2 separate regions of the Sus scrofa genome follow, and region 1 is linked to region 2. Evidence: chromatin contacts called from public Hi-C data. All regions are on one chromosome and are shown on one strand. Each heading gives the region's core, a stretch centred on a gene start, on an enhancer-like site or on the middle of the called end of the contact. The rest is flanking DNA. Distances are from core to core; before and after follow the strand shown.

Region 1 (5,418 bases), core at 1,902-4,401, 110 kb before region 2:
TGTACTGCCAGCCTTCCCTACTGGGAAGACCAGTCACCACTCCTGCATTCCTTGGTCCATGCCTCCATCTGGACCTGGCATCTTCACAACACAGCCCTGGGCATCTGGCTCAGAGCCAACCTCTCAGCTTGCGGGGTGGAGGGTAAGGCAGGAGTGGAGCCCCAGGGTATGTGTCTGCCTCCAGGTCTAGGGCTCCAAGTTGAAGAGATGGGCTCCAGGATGTGAAGGCTGGACACACAGAGAACTGAGTCAGTCCTCTGCAATGGAGACAGCCGGGAGGGCGAGAGGTGGAGAAACGCTGCTGTACCGATTCACACTTTTCCTTGCAGAACTTCTGTGTGACCTTGGAGGCACCCCTCCACCTTCAGGAACCTTGTCTGTAAAATGGGTCTGATGGTGCCCATCCTTGCCACTTCTGAAGGCTACTGGCAGCCTCTATGAGAGAACGGTCCTAGAAATGCTCTTCTAACTGTCAAGTGCCATGTGCCCGAGACAGGGGTGTGATTCTGTAAGGGGGTGGGTATTGGGTTGGGAAGGTGTGACGCTGCCACCTTTAACCTTATTTGGAACAAGGCAAAGTCAACGTAAAAACAGATGGGGTATAAAACCTGGCCTCTCTCTTTGCTCTCATTTGCTGCGTGTGCAGGGATTTGTCAGCCCTCTCTGTGCCTTTTTGCACACCTTTTGTACAGTGGGATAGTGATAATACTCAGCAGTAAGCACGGAGCCAGGGGAGAATAAGATGAGTGGGGGTAGTTCCCATTGTGGCTCAGCGGGTTGAGAACCTGACTAGTATCCATGGGGATGTGGGTTCGATCCCCGGCCTTGCTCAATGGGTTAAGGATCTGGTGTTGCTGCAAGCTGTGGCGTAGGTCAAAGATTCAGCTCAAACCTGGTATTGCTGTGGCTGTGTCGTAGGCTGTCAGCTGTAGCTCTGATTTGACCCCTAGCCTGGGAACTCCCATATGCTGAAGGAGTGGGCCTAAAAAGAAAAAAAGATGAATGGGGTGGCCCCCACCGTGCATGCTGTCACCACTGCAGGGTGTCTCCTATAGGGACCTGGAATCAAGGCTGGGGAAAGTGGCTACTTTTGGCTCCATCACTAGCCTGTGACCTGGGCAAGTCATTTATGTTCTTTCTGCTAACAGTTAAACAAGGACCCACCATCTCCTTTTCTACCTCAAAAGGTATTTATTTTGAGAAGCAAGGTCAATAATGGACCAGAAATGCTTTGGGTGGGGGGTGCAGGGAATAGAAAGCCTGATACAAATGTAAGAGCTTCTTGTAAAGTTAGCATCCTGCTTGTTATGCTTTTATTTTCTCTTCCAGCACTTGGCTTGGTGCTAACATCTAAGCAGACACTCAGGAAAGCCTTAATTGAATGGAGATGGGAGGCTTGTGGAGCAAAGGAGGCCAGAGACCTGCTGCTTCTGCCACAGACAAGCTGTGGGATTTGGAACAAGCCCCTGACCCGCTCTGGGCTTCAGTTTCTCCATTTATAAATGAGGAGTTTGGACTGGATCATCTCTAAAGATCCTCCCAGCTCTGATGGCTCTGAAATGGGAATGAATGAAGTGTCGCTGTTCTTTCTCTCTCGTTAAGTCATTTCTCAAATATTTAGTGCACGTCCATGCTCAGCTGGGCCCTGGGAGCCTGATGTCATTTTGTTTTCATAACAGTCTTGGGAGGCATACAGACAGCTAGCTAGCCACGTACCCCATTTTGCAGCTGAGATAATGGCAGTTCAGAGAGGGGATGCGACTTGCCCAAAGGCACACAGCTAGCAAATGACAAGGCTGGGAGTCCAACCCAGGCCTGAATCCAAAGGTCATGCCTATGCCATCTACATCCTGCTTTCTCAGCCCCCTGCATCCTCTCTGGAGGCCTGGGACCCCCTTTACCCAGTGTGGGGAGGGAGCTGGGCTGGCTTCTCTCAGGCAGCTCCTCTATCAGATGTTTTGTCACTAAAAGCACAAACCCCTTACCCTCCAGCTCACCACCAACCCAGAGTTCTAGATTTAAGGGGAGAGTGAACCTGAAGATGCTCTTTTGCTATTGGTGGGACCCCTTGCTGGGCAGCTGGTTGGGCCAGGGGAGACCAGGGGATCAAGACGTGTTTCCTTTCCCTGCCTTCAGCAAGCATGACCTTAGGATGGCTGCTCCTGCTCCCCCCCCCGCCCCGCCCTTTTTGCAGGGTGGGGGTGGTCAGGCTGTCTCTGCTTAGGCGGTGTGAGAGCAGTCTCCGGGGGGAGAGCAGGTGCTGTTGGCTCTCGGCAAGGATAACGAGCCCTCCTCACGTACCTTGCCCCCTCGGAGTTACCATCTGCTCCGCAGATGCGCCTCCCGGGCCTCTGGGGTTGTCCCAGTCTCCCTCCTGGGATCTAGGAGCCCGCTCCTCGGCTCCGAAGCCGCAGTCTCTCCCCAGGGCTCATGACTGTTGCTGGAAGGGAGGTCCCCGAAGGCAGAGGGCAGCAGGCCCAGGACGTCCCCGGCAGAGGCAGCGGACGGACGCCAAGAGCAGGGCATCCCGGGCGGGCGAGCCCGGCGTAATAAGGCGCTCCCTTCTCCTCCGGGAGGCGGGGCTGCCCTCCCCTCCCCTCGATTCGCCTCCACCCCGAGGCCCCGCGGGAGCCCGAGTTGGGAGCTCTGGCTAGCAGCCGGGCCTTCCAAGGCAAACCGAAGGAGGGAGGGAGAGTGTAAGGCCCAAGGGGCCGAGCCCTGAGAGTCTAAAGTGGGGCCCAAGTGTGATGGGGGCAAGGGGCTCCCCCATTGGCGCTGGTTGGAGAGAACGCGTCGGGTGGTCGCTGGGTGCCCTCTGACCTCTGCCCTAGCGTCTGGCCTCCGGGGAGACCAGCATCCCTCTGTCCTTCCCCGAGTGTGCGCCGCGGATCCCCCTCCCCTTCCCAGAACCCCACTGCCCCCAGCTCCCCGAGGGTGGCAGGTCCAGTGTCAGGTCCCGCACGAAGCCGCCGCACACCGGCTCGGGACCCGGTAAACACCCTGCGGGAGGGGGCGCCAGGGCAAGAGGCGCCCAGAGGCCGCCGGGCCGGGGCGGGGCTCACGCGGGGCCCCTCCGCGCGGGCGGGACGCGGGGCCGGGGGCGGGGGCAGGAAGCGAGCCGCGGCCCGGGCCGGCCGGCGCGGCCCCGTGACGTCGCTCGGCTTCCAGGGATCTCTCCCCGCGGCCCGGGTCCCCTCCTCCCCGCCCTCCTCCTGCCCTCCCCCGGGCCTCGCCTCCGCGCCGCGGCCGGCATTTCTCGCTCGCAGCTCGCTCACCGGCTGGTTCTTGGTCCCAGCCTCCTTCTCCTCCCTCTTACTCTCCTCCTTCCTTCTCCGACCCTCTTCCTCACCCTCCTGTTTCTTTCCTTCCTCCTCTCTCCCCTTTAGTTCTCCGATCCCGATCTAGCCCTTCCCTCCGCCCTTTCTTCTCCTCCCTCTCTCCTCCCCCCCCCCCGCATCTCTCTCTTTCAGTCGATTCCCCTGCCTCCCATTCTCTCTCTGCTTCTCTCCCCGTCTCCCTCTCGGTTTCCCTCTACCCCCTCCCTCCCTCCGGGTATCCTCCCCCCTCACCCGTGCCCTCCCTCCTCCCTCGCTCCCCTCCCCCTCCACCCCTCGCAGCCCCGCCGCTCGCAGCTCCCCAGTCAGCCTCCCGAGCCAGAGCCGCCGCCGCCCGCACTCGCCGCAGGACCGGCCCGCTCGGCTCCCCGGGGTGCGCCCTCTCGGCCCCGCGCCCTCGGGGCTCGCTGGGATAGCCTCCTCCTCCGGCTCACGGCCCCGCCCGGCCGGGTCCCAGCCCTGCGCCCGAGCGTGCCGAGGATGTGAGTCCTGCTCGCCTCTGCCGGAGCAGCAGCCACTCGCCGCGCGCCGAGCCGGAGCGCAGCGCAGCGCAGCTGCGGGCGCTCGCGGGGTCGCTCAGGCCGGCTGCGCGCTCCTGCCCCAGCGGTGTCCCCCGGCCTCTCGCCGGCGCCACCGCCGCCGCAGCCCGCGGGCCGTCCCCGGCCGGCCGTCCCCGGCCCCAGCGCCGCTGACCCTGTCCGCCGCGGGCGGGGACGCGGGCGGAGGAGGTGCCGCCGCGGAGCCCCCGGACGCGACCATGTCGGAGGTGCTGCCCTACGGCGACGAGAAGCTGAGTCCCTACGGCGACGGCGGCGACGTGGGCCAGATCTTCTCCTGCCGCCTGCAGGACACCAATAACTTCTTCGGCGCGGGGCAGAACAAGCGGCCGCCCAAGCTGGGCCAGATCGGCCGGAGCAAGAGGGGTGAGTACGCGGTCCCCTCCCAACACTCATTTCTTCCGCACCGAGGCCTGGCAGAGGTTTGCGGGAGTCTCCCGCACTCCGGAATGGGTTCCGACCCACCAAAGTCCCATCGCGCAGAACTGGGGGGGATCCCGCACTGCGGGTCCAGCTCTGGCTGGCCTCGGGAACCCCTCCCCCTCAGCCGATCTTCTGTAGGGTCACCCAGGGGGCGTGGCGGCATCTCGCCGCAGCGGGAGCTGAAAGGTTATACCTGGGCCCCTACCCGTGCCAAAGTTTGCCTTTGGATTTCCAACCGCCCCCCACCCCCCACCCCGGGCCCCTTTTGCGCAGTGTAGTCGCAGCTGCACTCGATCTACAATCCGGAGGGGGTTGGTTCTAGGGCTCCCAGGGGACGGCGTGGGGAACTGTGGTGGCCGCGGGGGTGGGGGTGGAGGACCGGTTCCTGCGGGGAAGGCAAGGGGCTTTCGGGTCGCAAGGGCTTTTCATTGTTATTTGGCAGGGGGAGGGGGTTTGCCGAGCCCGGGCGCTCGGCGCTAGAGCTGGAAAAGCCCGGGAGAGACTGGGACGCCGAGAGGCTCCTAGAGGAGCTCCAGAGGCGCGGGGACAATGAGGGAGACCGACAGCCGCCGGGAGAGACTGAGACGCAGAGATAGGGAGGGAGGCGGCGGGGAGAGGGAGGGAGGAAACCGAGATGGGCAGAGACCGAGACAAAGCTCGGGAGAAGGAGCCAGAGCCGGAGAGACAGCGAGCGGAGGACGCAAGTCTGGGGAGGACAGAGAAGCAGCTGAAACAGTGAGGGCGACAGACACCCGGGACACAGAGAGAGGCCCAGAGACCTCGACAGGTGACCGTCGCTCCGGCTGATGGAGGGAGACTGATGGAGGGACCGAGGAAGGCAAAGCTAGGTAGAGATGGTGAAAAAGGCCGAGGACACTGCGAGAGGCAGAAGCGGAGAGGCGGGCGAGCCCCGGGTGGGCTGCGAAGGGAGGCTCCCACCTCCGCGGCGGCGGCGGCGAGTCTGGAGAGGCCGAGACCGCCCGGGGGCTGCGGGAAGGAGTCGCGCAAGGGGCCGGCGGGGGCGGGGGGGGCTCAGGCGAGGCCAGAAGCCCCAGTGGGCTGCGCCCGGTGCGACCGGCCCCCTGGCGTCCCCGCTCCGCGCA
Region 2 (4,704 bases), core at 158-2,657:
GACTGGGGGTGGGGGGAGCAGAATTCAGAAGGGAGGTCTGATGTTGGGTCCTGGGCATATGCCGAGGTCTGGACAGCCAAGAGCGGGTTAGTCAGTGACTCAGAGGAGACAGGTCTGGCTGGGGCCTCCACACACGGATGGTAATTAAAGCATCCAGATCTGATGCGCTCAGCTAGTGAGCGAGGACAGGTAAGAAGAGGCCCTGGATCTGAGAGCGAGGGCTGCCCAGGGCTAAGGGACCGAAGCAGCGGGGAAGCGGTGACCAGAGAGGAGGAGGAAAGGCCCAGGGAAGAAAGCCTTCGAGCAGGAGGCAGGACCTCTTCCTTCCACCCCTTTGGGCACGAGATTCTGCCTCTGGCACTCCTCTCCTGTCTCTGCTCCCTTTTCTTCCCCTTATCTTTTTTCCTCTGTGCCTCCGCTTTTGGCATCTTTCTCAGTGTCATTCTCTCCCCTGGGCCCCTTCGCCGGCCTCTCCCTTCCCTCCTCCCTGCTCAGCCCCTGGCCACCGGTGGAGGCCCCTGGGGCACCGGGATGCCCACGCCCCCAACCCCGGCAGCCGCCGGCACGTGCCAATCTCTCCGCGTCTCCGAACCAAATCACGGGCCCCGTGCTGCGCCTCCTGCCCGCATAATGCGCTCTAATATTTATTTACATGCCTTTCAGACTATTATTTATTAAGGTATCGCTGCCAACTGTGCGCGGGCTAATTGCTCTTAATGTGCCCCCTCCTGGTTCCCAAGGCGACGTCTTTGTGGCAGCGGAGTCAGCGCTGCTGGAGCAGGGACCGAGGACCCGCGCGCGGAGGGTGCCGGGAGTGCAGGTGCCCGCGCAGGGTAGGGGCGCGGGGGCCGCGGGGACCGCGGGAGGCGCCTGGTGGAGGCGCCGGGGTGTTCAGGGAGCGCGCAGTTGAAGAGTTGGGGGCGCGAAGAGCGCGGGATGGGGCCCCAGAGGCACCGGGCCAGAGCGTGCCCGGAGATTTGGAGTCTTGGAGTCGGGGTGGGGGAATCCCTGAGCGAGGAGGGCAGTGGGGGGACCCCTCTCGGGGTCTTGGAGCAGGTAGAGGGACTTTGCGCGCGAGGCCGGATGGGAGTGAGGTTTGGAGCTGCCGCGCTTGGACCTTGCGCGGATCGCCCGGCTGTGGGCGGACAGATAGACGACCGTCGAGTCTCCGGGGGGGGGCCTTGCCCACTCCCCGCGTGGGCGGCAGCCTCGCCTCGCCTGCTTCTCCCGACGTCAGCAGCAGCCGCCGGAGCCGGAGGCAGCGGTTTAATTGGCAAGATTTGGGGTTAAGGACAGATGTGATTTGGAGGCTGGGCGCGCGGGGGCGCGGGCGGGGGAGGTGCTGGTCGGAGCGGGGAGGCGAGCGCGCAAAACCCTGAGAGAGACCCGGGCTGGGCGCCCCTGGAGAGAGGAGACAGGACAGGCCTGGGCGACGCCGATTGGGAGAGAGAAGCAGTTGAAAAGGGACAGAAATACAGCTGGGCAGAAACCGGCGAGATGGAGGCTGGAGAGACAGCCGGGCGAGGGGCGCTGCCAGGCTGGCTTCTGTCCTCTGCCAGGTGGAGGCGCTTCCCCTTTTTTGTCTGGAAACCTCCCCCCCCACCTCCCTGCGTCAGCACAGCCCCATCCCAAGCAGCAGGCTTCATGGGGGCGGGGGGGGGTAACTTGGGGACATTTATTTGATTTTATTACTGGTACTGGGGGTACATTGTGTGTCGATTCCTCGGCCTTGTTGGTGTCACCCTGAAAGTTGTCTCCCAGATGGAATTGAAGTTTAATAAAACCCAGAGTTCTGTGCCGCCCGTCCCCGCCCCCACCCCCACCCCCACCCCTAAATAAAGATCGTTTTAAAGCGGCTTTGCAGGGACCCTCTTGTGAGCTGCGTTGGGCCAGTTGCTTTTCTCCTGCGAACGCTGCTGAGATAAGTATGGTGATTTTCCAGATGGGAGAATGGCTCTGAGAGGTGAAGTGACTCTCAGAGCTAGAGACAGGCAGAGGCTGGATGGAGAGGCCAGCCCAGAAGCTCACGTTTTTTCCACTATCCAGGGCCAAAACCTGTGATGGATGGTGGCTGTAATTTCATCAGGCCTTTAGCCCTGGGGGATGTTGCTGTGGTGGCCGCAGAGCCTTCTGGAACTGGATCCAGTCGATCTGCCTGGTTGGTGGTTGCTGGAGACTCTGGGCTTGCTGTGTGCTCTGTACGTTCCCCAGGTGGCCAGAGCTTTTTCCATCCCTGCTCCCGATGTTGCCCTGCTGGACGCTGCCACCTGAAAGCTGGGAGCCTTGTGGCCCAAGGGCCGTGTCCTCAGGGGACCTGACTCAACCCCAGGGGGGCTGCAGGTGGGATGGGGGCGACCCCCAACATCCTTTCATCCTGGAACATTCTGGAGTCTGGAATCAGGATGTTAAACACGCCAGCCTCAGAGGTGGCGGGAACCTTGGGAGGTATTCAGTCCATCACACGGATTTAACAGAGGGGGAAAATGAGGCCCAGAGAGAGGAAGGGACCTGCCCAGGGGACACAATCTGTCTTTGTGAAATGACCTCTGCCTTGACTGAGTGATTGCTCGGAGGTATGGATGGGCCCTCCCCCATCTTATTTCATCATCGGGAGTCTGGGCTTTACTACAATAGGGGGAGGGCGGCAAGATTTGTTTTCTGTGCCCCCTGCCTTTCTTCCAGCCCTTGTCCCCCCCCACCCAGTGCTCTCTGCAGCCCTAGGTCTCCTCTTCCCCAGCCTAGCTGTCTAGCTTGTGGGTATCACCTCTCCAAAGCCACCTGTCTCTAGTCCTCACCTACACACACATATTAGCCCAGGAGCCTTTTGCCTTAGAGTAGCTGTAATGTGGGATCTTTAGACCCAGCAAGGGCAGGTTTGGGGGGACCCGAGTGGCCTTTTGGTCTAGCCCCTGTTCCTCCCTGGATCTCAGTGTTTCCATCTGTAAAGTGGGGGTAGGATGGACATGGAGGTTCCTAAGCACCCTTTCCAGCTGTGGCATCTCAGGCCTGCCCATAGGAGGAGCAGATGGGACCTGGGTGCCAGGCCAGGGTCCCCCCTGCTGCTTCTCCTCCTTGGGGCAGGAGTAGGGGTAGGTCATGGGGAAAAAAATAGTGGAGAAAAGGCAGAGATCTCTGGGGCCCAGTAAGTGGTGTGTGAGCACAGACAGGCAGGACAATTTGTCAGCCATTCTTCTCCTGAGCCTCCTGGTCCCTGGCTGCCTTCCTGGGGAAGAACAGAAAGAGCTGGGCTGCATGTGCCTTCTGGGCACAGTGTGGGGAGCGGTGGGCTTAGTGGACAAAGGGGTGGCGAGCCTGCCATCCCAGGACTGAACATGGAAACGCAGTTCCTCCTCGTGGAGAAATGAAACCCTGTGTAACACTCCCCTCCCCTACTCCGCACGGTTAGCCCAGCCCTGCGGGCCACCTGGCACCCGGTGGAACTGGGGGAGTTCACAGATGCAGTGACGGAAGGAAGGAAGGAAAGTCTTGAAATTAAGAGGCCTGGCCCTGGAGTTGGAGAAACCTGGGTTTGGATCCTGTCCCAATAATTTCTGACTGGGTGACCTTGAGCAGATTAGTTCATGTCTCTGAACTTGGGCTTCCTCATCTGCAACACCCAAATGATACGTCCTAGAGTTTCAGGGAGCAAATAGGATGAAGCAATGGGAAGGCCTTAGAATCACGTCTGACATCTAGGGACTCCTCCCCACCCCCCGTTCGAATTTCTGATTATTTTCACTAAAGAGAAAATGACTGGGTCACCCTCTGACCTTGCACTTCAGCCTGCATTTACTCAGCTTCTAGGATGTCCAGGCCCCGCAGGGGGCCTAGAGGTGATTGAGGCCCGGCCTCTCCTCTCAGGCTGCTTGCAGTCCGAGAGGAGAGACATCTGGCCACACAACCTCGAAATACTGCTGAAGTTTCTGTGCTCAGAACAGCTGTTACCTGGAATACAAAGGGCTGTGGGAGAAGTCAGGTTTGCCCTTGGGGCAGGGGGCTGCAGTTCAGGGAAGGCTTCCTGGGGGAGGTGGGCTTCGGCTCTGAAGGAGTTTGCTGGTGGTAAACCTCTATCATAGGCAGAGAAAACATGGCAGATGTGAATGGCGTGTTTGGGGAACACTTAGGAATCCAGTTTCTGCTCCTGTGTCACTTTCCCAGCAAGCCTCCTCTAACTGCGCAAGGATAAATAGCATCCTTCCCACCCTGCTCTTCTCTTCCCCCTAATACGGCTCCCTTTTTCTGCCCCACCCCCCTTTTTTTCCTTTAAATTTTATGGCTGCACTCACAGCACATGGACATTCCTGAGCCAGGAACTGAATCTGAGCTGCAGCTGCAACCTATGTCATAGCCATAGCAATGCCAGATCCTTAACCCACTGTGCTGGGCTGGGGATCAAACCTGTACCTCTGCAGCAACTGGAGCTGCTGCAGTCAGATTCTTAACCCACTGTACCATGACAGGAACACCCTCTGCCTCACCTTTGGCCCTAATATATATGTACTTGCTTTTGTGGGTTTTTTTTTGGTCTGTCTCTTTCCACTAAACATCAGCCCCATGAGCACAGTGTTAAGGTGCTTTCCAAGGAAGTGTTATGCTCCCCCTTCCCAAGAAAAAAAGGTATGCGTAGGAGTTCCCGTCGTGGCGCAGTGGTTAACAAACCCAACTAATAACCAAGAGGTTGTGGGTTCTATCCCTGGCCTTGCT

What was found. A called contact is a pair of places that touch in the nucleus more often than the background predicts.
Region 1: a Hi-C map of omental adipose tissue shows a contact between it and region 2, with 2.0 times the contacts expected there. The contact joins the promoter of CAMK2N1 here to the enhancer-like site in region 2. A contact is called at or near these places in 3 of 5 promoter capture datasets (fetal liver, fetal skeletal muscle and liver), 29 of 47 Hi-C or Micro-C datasets (adipose tissue, alveolar macrophages, blood and 16 more) and 1 of 2 datasets of contacts at active chromatin or transcription factors (skeletal muscle).

What each region holds. Positions count from the first base shown.
Region 1 is chr6:78,731,965-78,737,382 of Sscrofa11.1, reverse strand. It overlaps CAMK2N1 (calcium/calmodulin-dependent protein kinase II inhibitor 1), which reads left to right and starts at 3,151. Exons shown (of 2, transcript XM_003127675.5): 1 at 3,151-4,258. The coding sequence starts at 4,093.
Region 2 is chr6:78,618,169-78,622,872 of Sscrofa11.1, reverse strand. No RefSeq gene overlaps it. Among named protein-coding and RNA genes, the nearest start is that of VWA5B1, 68 kb to the right of the region's middle. Within about 2 kb of position 1,407, at least 6 of the 83 cell types and tissues checked have an H3K27ac peak or open chromatin away from gene starts, as enhancers often do. A contact at or near this core is called in omental adipose tissue, where this site is marked.